2 separate regions of the Oryctolagus cuniculus genome follow, and region 2 is linked to region 1. The links are chromatin contacts, called in public Hi-C maps. All regions are on one chromosome and are shown on one strand. The core of a region is the stretch at or near the end of the contact, and the rest is flanking DNA. Distances in the headings are between cores, read along the strand shown. Region 1 overlaps LOC127492952 (a long non-coding RNA gene). Region 2 holds the start of CITED2 (Cbp/p300 interacting transactivator with Glu/Asp rich carboxy-terminal domain 2).

The links. A called contact is a pair of places that touch in the nucleus more often than the background predicts.
Region 2: a contact with region 1 is called in a Hi-C map of embryonic fibroblasts, with 4 times the contacts expected there. The contact joins the promoter of CITED2 here to the enhancer-like site in region 1. A contact is called at or near these places in 3 of 6 Hi-C or Micro-C datasets (embryonic fibroblasts, skin fibroblasts and an unstated tissue).

What each region holds. Positions count from the first base shown.
Region 1 is chr5:29,108,890-29,114,590 of mOryCun1.1, reverse strand. The region is part of intron 1 of LOC127492952 (a long non-coding RNA gene); the gene reads left to right. Among named protein-coding and RNA genes, the nearest start is that of CITED2, 370 kb to the left of the region's middle. Within about 2 kb of position 2,765, at least 2 of the 8 cell types and tissues checked have an H3K27ac peak or open chromatin away from gene starts, as enhancers often do.
Region 2 is chr5:29,481,034-29,486,734 of mOryCun1.1, reverse strand. CITED2 (Cbp/p300 interacting transactivator with Glu/Asp rich carboxy-terminal domain 2) reads right to left here and starts at 2,290. Exons shown (of 2, transcript XM_017345399.3): 1 at 1,857-2,290; 2 at 1-1,422. The coding sequence starts at 1,414. The coding sequence ends at 587.

The DNA.
Region 1 (5,701 bases), core at 1,516-4,015:
ATGAATTCCACCTTATGTGATAGCATTATGTCCCTCCTAGCTTTCAAAAATAGTATGTAGTTGTGTGTATGTATAATGTTTACATATAAAGCAAATATGGCAAAATATTAAAATTATTAAATATAAAATGTAAAATATATCCTTTGGTCAAAAAAAAAGTTAAGGTTATGACAACTGTGTACCTTTAACAAAAAGTCTTAAAGAGTAATTTTCTTCGCTGATATGGATACTGGGTGACAGAACTCTCCAAATATATTATTCCCTCCTGATTCTCTGAAGTTCTGGTGGAGGTTGAAAATGAGACTGTCTGCTTTCATGGATGGGCCTGTTGGGGGAGGGATTGATACTTTCTCATGAAAATGTAGTAACTTGGGGCTCTTTCTGTGGTGTAGTGGGTAAAGCTGCCACCTGCAGTGCCGGCATCCCGTATGGTCACTGGTTTGAGACTTGGCTGCTCTGCTTTCCATCCAGCTCCCTGGTATGGTCTGGGAAAGCAGCGGAAGATGGCCCAAATCCTTGGGTCCCTGCACCCACCTGAAAGACCTGGCTCCTGGCTTTGGATTGGCACAACTCTGGCCATTGAGGCCACTTGGGGAGTGAACCAACAGATGGAAGACCTCTCTCTCTCTCTCTCTGCCTCTCCTTCTTTCTCTGTGTAACTCTGACTTTCAAATAAATAAATAAATCTTTAAAAAAAGAAAAAGAAAATGTAGTAACTTGTCAAGGACCCTGCTAGAATGCTCTCCATAGCTTAACTGTTTACTGCTTTTGACAACGGACATCTTAACTTTTTTCATTCTCTAATTAGAACAATTGGCATCCTGACATACACACAACCATATACTGGTGTAGTGATGACAACCATTATGAGTCGCCAACCATTCTTTTGTGACTCCTCCCATCAAAAGCACTCAGTGACTCCCAGTGGCATTCCTAGCATTTTTGACACATTGAATGGATCATTTTCATAACACCTAGACCCTCGGTGTAATTGAATTAGTCACTTGTAGTAATTGGTGATAAACATATGTTTAATTCAGTTTTTAAACAATAAATAAGGGGATCATTTTGATTTTAAAGTTTACTCATAAATTATTCCACATGTAGACTTATAAAATTTAAAAATTTCTCTTATGAAATCAAATTTCAATTTAACACTTTAAAATTTGCTCATCAAAACTTTTACACTTGCATTTTGCTTAAACAAAAATAAAACCTTCAAGTGATCATTTAGTAACTCAAATTTTGTTTTTGATGTACAATCTCAGTTATGTCTGCCCAAAGCAAGCACAGGATTCCCCATTTACTCTCTCTCTCTCTTTAAGATTTATTTATTTATTTGAAAGGCAGAGTAACAAAGAGACAGAGAGAGAAAGATCTTCCATCCACTGGTTCATTGTATAACTGACTGCAATGGCCAGAGCTGGGCTGATCTGAAGCAAGGAGCCAGGAGCTTCTTCCAGGTCTTCCATGAGGGTACACTGGCCCATCTTCCACCGCTTTCTCAGGCCTCGGGGGGGGGGGGGCAGCGGAGACTTGAACCAGTGCCCATATGGCATGCTGGCACTGCTTACGGCAGCTTTACCCGCAGCACCACAGCTCTGGCCTCTCCCATTTACCCTTGAAAGTCTTTAGTTGAATGTTGGTATATTGAGGGTCAGTTCTATGGCTGGGAGTTCACTGAATTAACTTCCATGGAGCAAACAATATTTAGTAAAGGATAAAATAAAAAAAAATTATAAAATGCTCATTCATCATTTTATTATTTATAATCATGGCCAGAAGATGATGATTAGGATCAAGATGTGTGGGTTTCATCTTAGCTTTAAGATTCTCTATATACAGGGTTCCCTGTTAATGTGTTTACCCACTACTAGCACCCCTATTCTTGGTCAGCCACTGTTGGCTGCCCAGTGTTTATATGACTGAGTACAACGTGAGAACCCTCAACAAAGTTCTCCAGAGTGAGGCCACAAACTTTCTTGGGCTACTCCTTCACAATTCAGTGTCACAAACACACACAGCACCTCCACACACTTAAAGAAGAAACTTAAATTACTTGTGTATGTGATCAGTGTAAGTGAACACAGTGTGTGTGTGAAGAGCAAGGGGGATTTTACAACGAGTATTTTGAGCATTTGAACTTTCTCCTAGCAGCCTTTGAATTACGTGACTCTGGCAGGTTATGGAGCGTTGTTGAGGACTTCTCCTCAAACATAGGATGACACAGATTACTTAGCAGTTACTGCTGGATGAAATGAAAACACACAGCACGTACGTGAGATGATCTCTCATATTACATATCTGGCACTTATCTACCCTTGTTGAATTTTGAGTAGTCAACACTTTTGTTCAATGTTGGCCTGCTTGGAAGCAGACCATTGAACTGAATTCATACGTATGCTACAAAGGCCATATAATATAGGCTACAGCTTGAACCCTTTCAGTTGAGCAGTGTCGTGTTGTAGAAAATGTAGGATATGTCTCACTTGGTTTCAGTTCCTCTTCTTCAGTTGTCCAGACCTCTCTCGCTTCGAAAAAAAAACATTGCGACAAAACAAAGAGGCAGCAGACACGTAAGTGGGAGAATGGTAGCTGACCACACCAGAACCTAGACGGGCTGTGTACTTCACCTTCAGGACTGTCTTAGCATTTTGAGCAGCTCAGAGGTCAGGAATGCTGTTGTCATCAGGGGTAGAGCTGTGTCCCGAATAAATACCAAGTTAGGAGGAAGATGACTCAGAGCTGCCTAAACCTCATACTCCTTCGATATTTTAAGCAACAGAGTGGTAAGCAGCTGTTAGATATCTACTTCTTTGTTCAGGCCAAGCAAAGTTCCATTTGGAAAGAAAACGGTCATGATTCCCAGACCATTTTAAACTCTTTCTTCTTAGAATTGTTAACTGCACGCATAACCTGCCCCATGGTCTCATCTCATTTTCTAGTTATTTTCTGTTCCCCCAAGTGGATTTTATTTTATTTTTTTTGTGGAAAGAGTACATATCTTGTATTCCTGTTACAGTTTATCCAAACTCACAGATGTCTTGGGCCTGTAATAGGTGGTGAATACAAACACTAATTTCATTTATGTGGAATATTAAAATGAACAACTTACTTTTATATCCATTCCTTTGAACTTCACCACAACCTCATTAAGTAATTATCATCTTTATCTTATAGGCCAGAGACTAAGGTTCAGAGAGATTAAGTACACTGGCAAACAGGCTTGTACAGCTAGCAATTAGTATAGCCTGTGCTTATTTATGAACAAGCAGTGTAAACATATAGCTCTAAATAGATCCCGTCTTAAACGCACCTTGATTATTGGGAGCTTAATTGAAGGACTTTAAAAATATATTGAACATTATTGGACCACTGTCTCCCTACCTTTTGTCTCTGGCTCTGAAAGTAGTTAGAAAACCATTTTGTAATTTGCAAAGATGTAGACCTAGAATTTAATTATTATAGTTGTTCCCAGAAAAGATTATGTATATATAAAAAAAAGAAATGGTGCAGGAAAATACTAAGTGATAAGCCATACATTTGTTTATATTTTAGTTAATATGCTTTTAGAGGATTTTTAGACAATCTCAGTGTTTGCAGGCATTATTATTCATTTTAAAGATAACGAAGGGTATGTGAGGGGCTCTGTGGTTAAGAAGTGCAAAAATGGCGTAAATAATTTAAGGTGGTAGATTCATTTTATTGAGTCAACAGGTATTTTTGGAGCACTGACATTTTCTTTCATGGCTGGAGAATGGTTTTGAACACATGTTGACATTCCAGGAGGTCAGAGTCTCTGTGAGTTCAATCAAAATAACCAGTTTATATGCTAAGATGAGTCAGAGAGCTACTGGAGAAAAAGCTGCTTTGCCTTTTCATTTTAGTCTCGTGCTGCAAATGGACAGTGACTCTAAAATTGATGGAAGACACTTGCCTCAATTATTATGTTATGATTCAGAGATTCCTCTATAGAACATAATTGACTATGTTGGCTTCCTCTTCCAGTTATTGCTAGTCTGGAATAAACAAACATCCTATTTATATAAACAATGCACTAATTTGAGCAAGTTAAATGTTAAAACCTATTAAGATGGAAAAAGAAGACATGTTTTGGTACAGATAAATACAAGCACAACTATTTGTCTTTGTGAGATTATTGATTAGGATGTGCAAATATTTTATGTTGCTTGCATAATTGATGTTCTCAGTAAATTACTACACCTTTTACTTCATTCACAAGAATGCAAAGGGTTAACTGTCAATGGCTATTTGGGGAAGTTAGCTTAATGGATCACCAAAGTAGAGGAAGGGGGTGGGTAGGAGAGTGCTCTGGAGATGGTTAATGTAAGTACAAAGAAATCTCTATTTCTGTCTCCTGATTTAATCCCTCCATCCCACTCAACATGTACTAATCTGGAAGAGATCACTGTGCTTTCTCGTTAAAAATAATGCATGGACATTTAGATTGATGATTACTGCTGCATCCAAGGTTCTGTAAATAATGATAACATTACTGTCTAGCACATTATATAAGATCACCTAAATTATAAGTAGAAGATGTATCATGTCACGGTCAAGTCTAATATATATAATTTACAGGCTTAATTCTCACTGTCATAAGTGTCTGTTGAAGAGGGCAAGAATAATGGCCCTTTTCCAGAAAAAATATGTGTAGCCTGTGTCTTTTTCTAAATCTGGAGTCCAAGAAATTGTGCAATCCGAAGGAAAATCCCTCTCAAGAGGAAAAGTTAAATCATCTCCCATGAGATTCCAGTAAGCACATTTAGTGAACGTGTGTGTCTGACACAATAGTGAGTATAATGACCATGGTGGAAGGAGATGTCAACATTGTTGGACATTTGCCTCACTTTCACCGTTAGTTACATTATTTCATGGAGGAAGCACAACAATCTATCTTTTTCTTCTGTTCAGGAAGTACCCTGAAGTATTATTATAAGTATTTAAAAAATTCCAATGCATCATCAAAGTCTTAAATTTTGAATTTTTCCTCTGAAATCATTTTTAGCTAATTTGATCCTCTCTCATAGCTGTAATGATCCACATTTTAAATGTTTCTTTCTATTCCAAAAAAGCTTTCTTGTTTCTTACCTCATCTGGCTTCTTTCTTTCAGATTTTTGCTGATTTTCTTAACAACTTTGGACCCCATCATAGTAATTTTTCCATCTGTCACTATTTTGTAAGTTTGACTGCAAACCTTCTAGTATCATGCCCTTTGGTTGCACAGACCTGGGTATTTCTACTTCCCAGTTCTGTTTCATTATATTCCTTAATCAGTTTTTCGTCTACTATCTCTTTTCTTGAACAAATATTAATCATTTAGTGTACTAGGTTGAACTTTATAAAACTGACATTTTTGTAGGTCAAAACAGTCAAATATCAGCGAATTCATGCGATTCAGACTTACATGTCTTTCCAATCCTCATTTGTCCTCAATTATAGCTAAAAAATAAAACCGCTAAAAATAATAACAGTGTTTTTTGTATACCAGGCTATTCCAAAAAATTTATGGAAAATGGAATTAAAATGTTTATTTTGGTACAAAAATTTTTGAAATCCATGCATCATATTTTCATAATTTGCATTTTGCATGAGTATTCTGAAGAACAATCACATGTGTGTTTCCTTTCCTGAGCAGATGAGTGCTGCCACCAGCGTCAGACACCGAGTCCACAGAAA
Region 2 (5,701 bases), core at 1,041-3,540, 370 kb before region 1:
ACTCAAATGCATAGTTAAAAAAATGAAGCGAGATGGCAGAGTTTGTGCAGTAACATCTGCCCTTCAAAGTTCATGCAACCAACTAATGCAATTTTTCCTTTCACTCGAAATCTGAATGCATTTCAGTCATTTGAAACCATCTACAAAATCCACAAGATTAAGCAGTTTGCCAAGATTAATATCTAAACAGTTGAGCACTGGAGAAAGTGAAGAAATAAGGAGTAAAAACAAACAACGAAAAAGACCAAGTTAGCTAGGGATTTCAACTACATAAGGGAGGCTGAATGTCAAGGCTACAAAAACGAAACAAAAACAGAAAAAAAAAAGTGGCAGCAATTTTTTTTTTAAAAAACCAATTTGTACAAGTTTATAGTTTACTTTGTTTCCAGGTTCTCAAACCTTTCAAGATCTGAAAAGTGAGATACTGTGTCTAAGGGAATGGGGTTTTTTTTGTTTGTTTTTTTGTTTTGTTTTGCTTTTTTTTGTTTGTTTTCTTTTAATTCACACCGATAGTTGGGGGGTTGATTTCTTTCGCAGGGGTGTGTGTGGGGGTGGTGTCCCCCGCCCCCCCCCCCTCCCGCTCGAGTCAACAGCTTACTCTGCTGGGCTGCTGTTTGCACACGAAGTCCGTCATGAAATCAAACTCGTTCTGCCCCAGCCAGAGTTCGGGCAGCTCCTTGATGCGGTCCAAACCCATTTCTATCACTAAGGACATAAGCACTTCCTCGTCGATGAAATCAGTGTCTATGACATTGGGCGGCAGCATTGCCGCGGGGACGTGGGCCACGGAGGCGGGCATGTTGCTGCCGCCGCCGCCGCCGCCGCTGCTGCCGCCGCTGCCGCTGCCGCCCGCGCCGCCGCCCGAGGTGCCGCCCGAGCCGCCGGCGCTGCCGCTGCCGCCCGCGCCGCCCGCGCCCGCGCTGCCGCCGCTGTGCTTGGGGTTGCAATCTCGGAAGTGCTGGTTCGTCCCGTTCATCTGGTGGCCTGCAGCAGGGTGCAAGTCCGGCATGTAGTGGTTGTGCGGGTAGGGGTGATGGTTGAAATACTGGTTGTTGAGCTTCTGCAGCTGCATGCTGGCCGGCAGGGAGCCTCCCTGGCTGGCCACCGGGGGGCCCATGAACTGGGAGTTGTTAAACCTGGCCGCCGGGGCCAGCGCGCTCGGGGGGTGCCCTCCGTTCACAGTCCCTGGCCCCATGGCGTGCCTGATGCCGCTCGTGGCGTTCATGGTGCCCGCGCCGTAGTGTATGTGCTCGCCCATGAGGGCGTTGAAGGCGTGCTGGGGCTGCTGCTGCTGCTGGTGGTGATGGGGGCTCGGGAACTGCCCCATGCCCATGCGATGGGCAGGGTGGTGGTGCAGCCCGTTGGTGCCGTCGGGGAAGCGCCCGTGGTTCATGGCCATCATATGGTCTGCCATGTCCAGTCCTGAAAGGGAAAAGGGCCGGCGGGTGAGACCTGCGCCACACGTGTCGCCCACCACGGCGCGCCCCGCTTCGCCTGCGAGCCGCCGCCCCCGGGGCCCCCACGAGTAGCCGATCGGTGCACCCGGGCTCCGGCGCCCTCTGCGGACCTGCCACCCTCGGCAGAGCCCGGCGCTGCGCAAACGGCTCCTCCCGCTGCGGCCGGGCCGGGGGGCCCCCCGAGCCCCCACCGCCCTCTGCCCCCCGAAGTGGCCGAATAAAGGAAGTGCCCCGCAGCCCTGCCGCCAACTTCGGGCTCGAAAGCAGTCCTCGCCGTCCTGTTGTTGCACATCCTGTTGTTATTCCCCAGCTCCGCCTCGCGCTCTTCCTCCGGGCAAACCCTGCCCTCGGAGGCCGGCGCTGGCAGGAGCCCCAGCCCGCTCCGCCCGCCGCGCTCACCTTCCGTCTCTGCGATTTCTGCTCCGAACACCGAGGGCGGGATCGCGCGGTCCAGGACCGGCTCAGCAGCACATAGAGGGGAGCTCCCGGGCGTGCGGGGCGCTCGCTGCTCGCGGAGTGGGGCGCCGAGGTTCCGCCGCGGCCGCTGGGGCAGACTCGGAGCCGTTCCCTTTTATTTCCCCCTGCGCTGCCCTCACAGCTCGGCAGGACCGCCCGGCAGCTGCCAACAATGAGCTGTGTTTCTTCGGGCTTTGGCCACAGTTAATATAAGGGATTCAGGAAGGGCGGAGCGAGAGCCTCCGGGGGGCAGCGGGAAGACGCGGGCGCTGGATTCCCGGGCACCCTGGACCGGGTCCGGCCGCACGTGCGCAGAGGCTACCGGCCCAGGCGCCGCCCCGCCGGCCGGGGAGGGGAAAAAAAAAAAAAAAAAAAAGCCTCCCTAGCTCCCCGGCCCTAGTGGAGGCAGCGCCTCCTCGGAGAACACATCGCCCTTCTCGGGGCGGATCTGCCCATCCCCGGGCTTCCCACCCCGCTCACCGAAGCGACCCGGCCTATCCTGCACGGGAAGGGGGGCTCGCTCCGCGCCCCTGCTCTGCCCCCCGCCCTCCCCCAAGCGGCCCTTCTCCAAGGGTTCCCAAGAATGGCCGTGCTTCCCCGACTTGGCTTTTAAAGCCCCCGGCAGATAATGCCCTGTCCGAGCGCGCGCTTTCCCGGGCCGCGCCTTTCTGTTTTCAGAGAGGGCAGTTAGTTTTAATCTGCGTGTAGGTAAATCCCCCACCCCGACGACCCCCGCCTCCCCACCCCCCAACTCCTTTCAAGGGCGAGCGGCCCGCGGGCGGGGAGCCGCAGAGGCTGCAGGTGGAGCGAGCGCGCTCGCGGGCTTGGCAGTCCCAGCTCCCGCGCCGGGAGTCCGGGCCGCGCTTTGGAGCCTGCTCTCCGCTCCTGGGATACGTGTGCTTCTGCTAAGTTTGCGTTTGCAGCTCTTGGTAGCTTTGGCATCCGAGCTGAGGCGTCTCTGCTCTGTAAACAAACTCAGCGATCCTAGTCCCCAGATCCACCTTTTTGCACATACACAGTTCCTCGCTTCTGCTGTTGCCCTTGATCCGGGAGGTGGGGTGTTTGTGTGTGTGTGTGTGTGTGTGTGTGTGTGCAAACTCGCACAAGCTTCCCTCCGGGCTCTGCCTGACGGTTTAGGGTTGATTTAGGAGAAGACTGGTTTGTAATTAAGAAATTCGAGGGCCGAGTAAGACTGCTGTTGCTGGAAGAGGCAAACGAAGAGATACCACTACGGCCATGGCTTTGCACATCAAGTGGTTCTGGGGTGGACGCGTAGCGGCACGTCCCGTACGGCCCCCTGCGCGCGCACACCGCCGGCGCGCCTGCTTTCCCTCGGAATTGTGCAGTGGGGCAATAAGCGAGAATAACAACCCAGCTTCCAGAACGCGGCACCGCGCGCCCCATCGCCCACTGGGCTCGCTGACTTGCAAATAAAACCCCCGCGGCCGGTCGGGGCGCCTGCCCAGCCGCAGGCGCTCTCGCTTTCCCGACGGGGAGGACGAGCCGTCTCCCCGGCACCGGAGTGAGGCCGCTCCCAGCGCCGGTGCTGCTCTTTACGCTGTGAAATCGAGTTTAGCGCTCCGAATAAGGACTGGAGTACGAGTTGTTTCTCCACAAGTCAATAGCCATCGAAGACTTCCTGCTGCGAAAGCCAGCCCCCTCCCCCTCTCCTCGCCTCCCCTCCCTTCTCACTAGACTTTTTTAAGGCCCTATTTCTTGAGGTCTTGAAATTCGGAAACATTTCCCCGTTCAGGCATTTGTGAGACCCAGTCCTGATTATTTGCATCTATTAACTTCCTCTGTCTTTCTCTAGTCATTGAAAAAAAAAAGTTGTTACTTTCTGTCTTCCTCTTTTTCCTCTTCCAGGGTCCCCAGCGTTTATAACCGTGCATGCAAATATTTTTTAAAACTAAAAAAATATTTATTGTTTGGGGACAAGGACACAAGACTTGTTGTATCGCTAGTTGCAACACTCCTCATTTCGTTCCACCCTGCTCCCAACACCTTTACCTGTGGGTCATGAACATGCAGTAACAGAACCAGAGGCTTGGAACAGACCTAATGGTGCCACTTCCTATCACAAAATAGATTCCAAACTATTGGTCAAGCTCAGAAAAAAAAAATTGCTGGGCTGATTGTTTACTTCTCTTCCTTATACTGCAGTATCTTGCGACACAAGGAACAGCTTTTGAGTGTCTAATCTAAATTCCTCTTGCAAGCTTTAAGGAAAGGTACAGTCCATCCAGCTGCAGTGGTTTTACATGCTATTGAGAAATCCCTGGAAAGGTCATGCTCCCATCCCCCCACCCCTTAAAGGCGGAAAGAAAAAAAAAAAGTAGTTCTGGGATCAGCTGGTTGGAACATGGCATGCTTTGTTCATTGATTCTCCTCCACCCAATGAATCCTCCCCAAGCACTTTCTTGGTGCCTGGAGATACAAGATAGGAACTCATGGTCAAAAGGAGGAGACAAACAGGCCTTGGACACTGTGTGATAAACACCACAACAGCATTAAACACAAGGACTTTGGAGATCGCACAGGAGGGACACCTAACACCATCTCAGGGGTATTGGGAAAGCATCCCAATGCTTGGGAATGCATTGGGAAAGCCTGAGGGAGAATAGAAGTTTGACCAAACTGGGAGGTGCAGGTGCATGGGGAACTCATGGCCCAGGAATTAATGCAAAGATGAGAGAAAACAGATTAAAGAGGCTGGATCCTAAAAGCCTTTGTGCCCTGAGAAATTTGGATTCTGTCTGGACACTGTGGGAGGCAGGTGAAAGCTTGTGAAACTGAGATGTGATCACATTTTGGTTTCAGAGAGATCAGGCCAGTATTATTATCTGAAATGGTTTGAGAATGTCAGGTGGTAAACAGTCCCGGTAGGGGGCAGTTACCCCTGTCTGCAGAGGTTTGTGCTGTGAACCCCCACTTCCCCCCCAACCCTTGGGGAGGGGAGGGAATGGTATGGTTTGGCTCTGCCCCTAAGAGTGCTAGTTGGTGCTGTTTGTTTCCCAGCACTGTTGTAACACAGTAGCACAGACTTTGTTTAAGCTGATCAAGCTTACTCAGCAAAAAGTTATTGTCTTGCAGTTCTGGAGGCCAGAAGTCCAAGTTCAAGGTTTTGGCAGGTTGGTTCTGAGGCCCTGTTCTAGCCTTTGGTTTCCTGGCAAGCTGTGGCATCCCTTGCTTGTCAGCGCAGCATTGCTGTGATCTCTGCCTTCCTCTTTACTTGGTATTTCCCCTATGTGTGTCTCTCTGTCCAAATTCCCCCTTTCTAAAAAGAGACTAGTTCCTTTGGATTGGAAACTGTCTTAATGACCTCATTTAAACTCGATTATCCTATAACCAAATAATATCCCTGGGGGGTAGGCGGAAGAACCTGAGGAACACAAGTTCCTTGCAACTGAGGAAGGTACTTCCTGAAACTCTTCCCAAATGTCTTGCTGGCTCAGGCTGTCCATTCTCCATGTCTGTGCTCAAAGGCCCCCTCACCAAGGGCTTTCTGACTACTCTACCCAAGTAGCAACAGCCCTTGTGATTCCTGTCCGTGGCTTAAATTTTCTTCATCCCCACTTGACATATTGCACAGAAAAATTTACTTCCTTCTCCCCTGGAGTGGCAACTCCACCAGAGTAGAAGCCTAGCCTCTTTGTTCAGTCCAGAGAGGATAAGGGGATACAATCCTTGGCATGTATACGATGTGTATTGATTAGATTAACGAGTGAGTGAATGGACGCATGAATGAAAAAAAAAAAAAATAGCACAGGTGCCAAGGATTTTTTGGA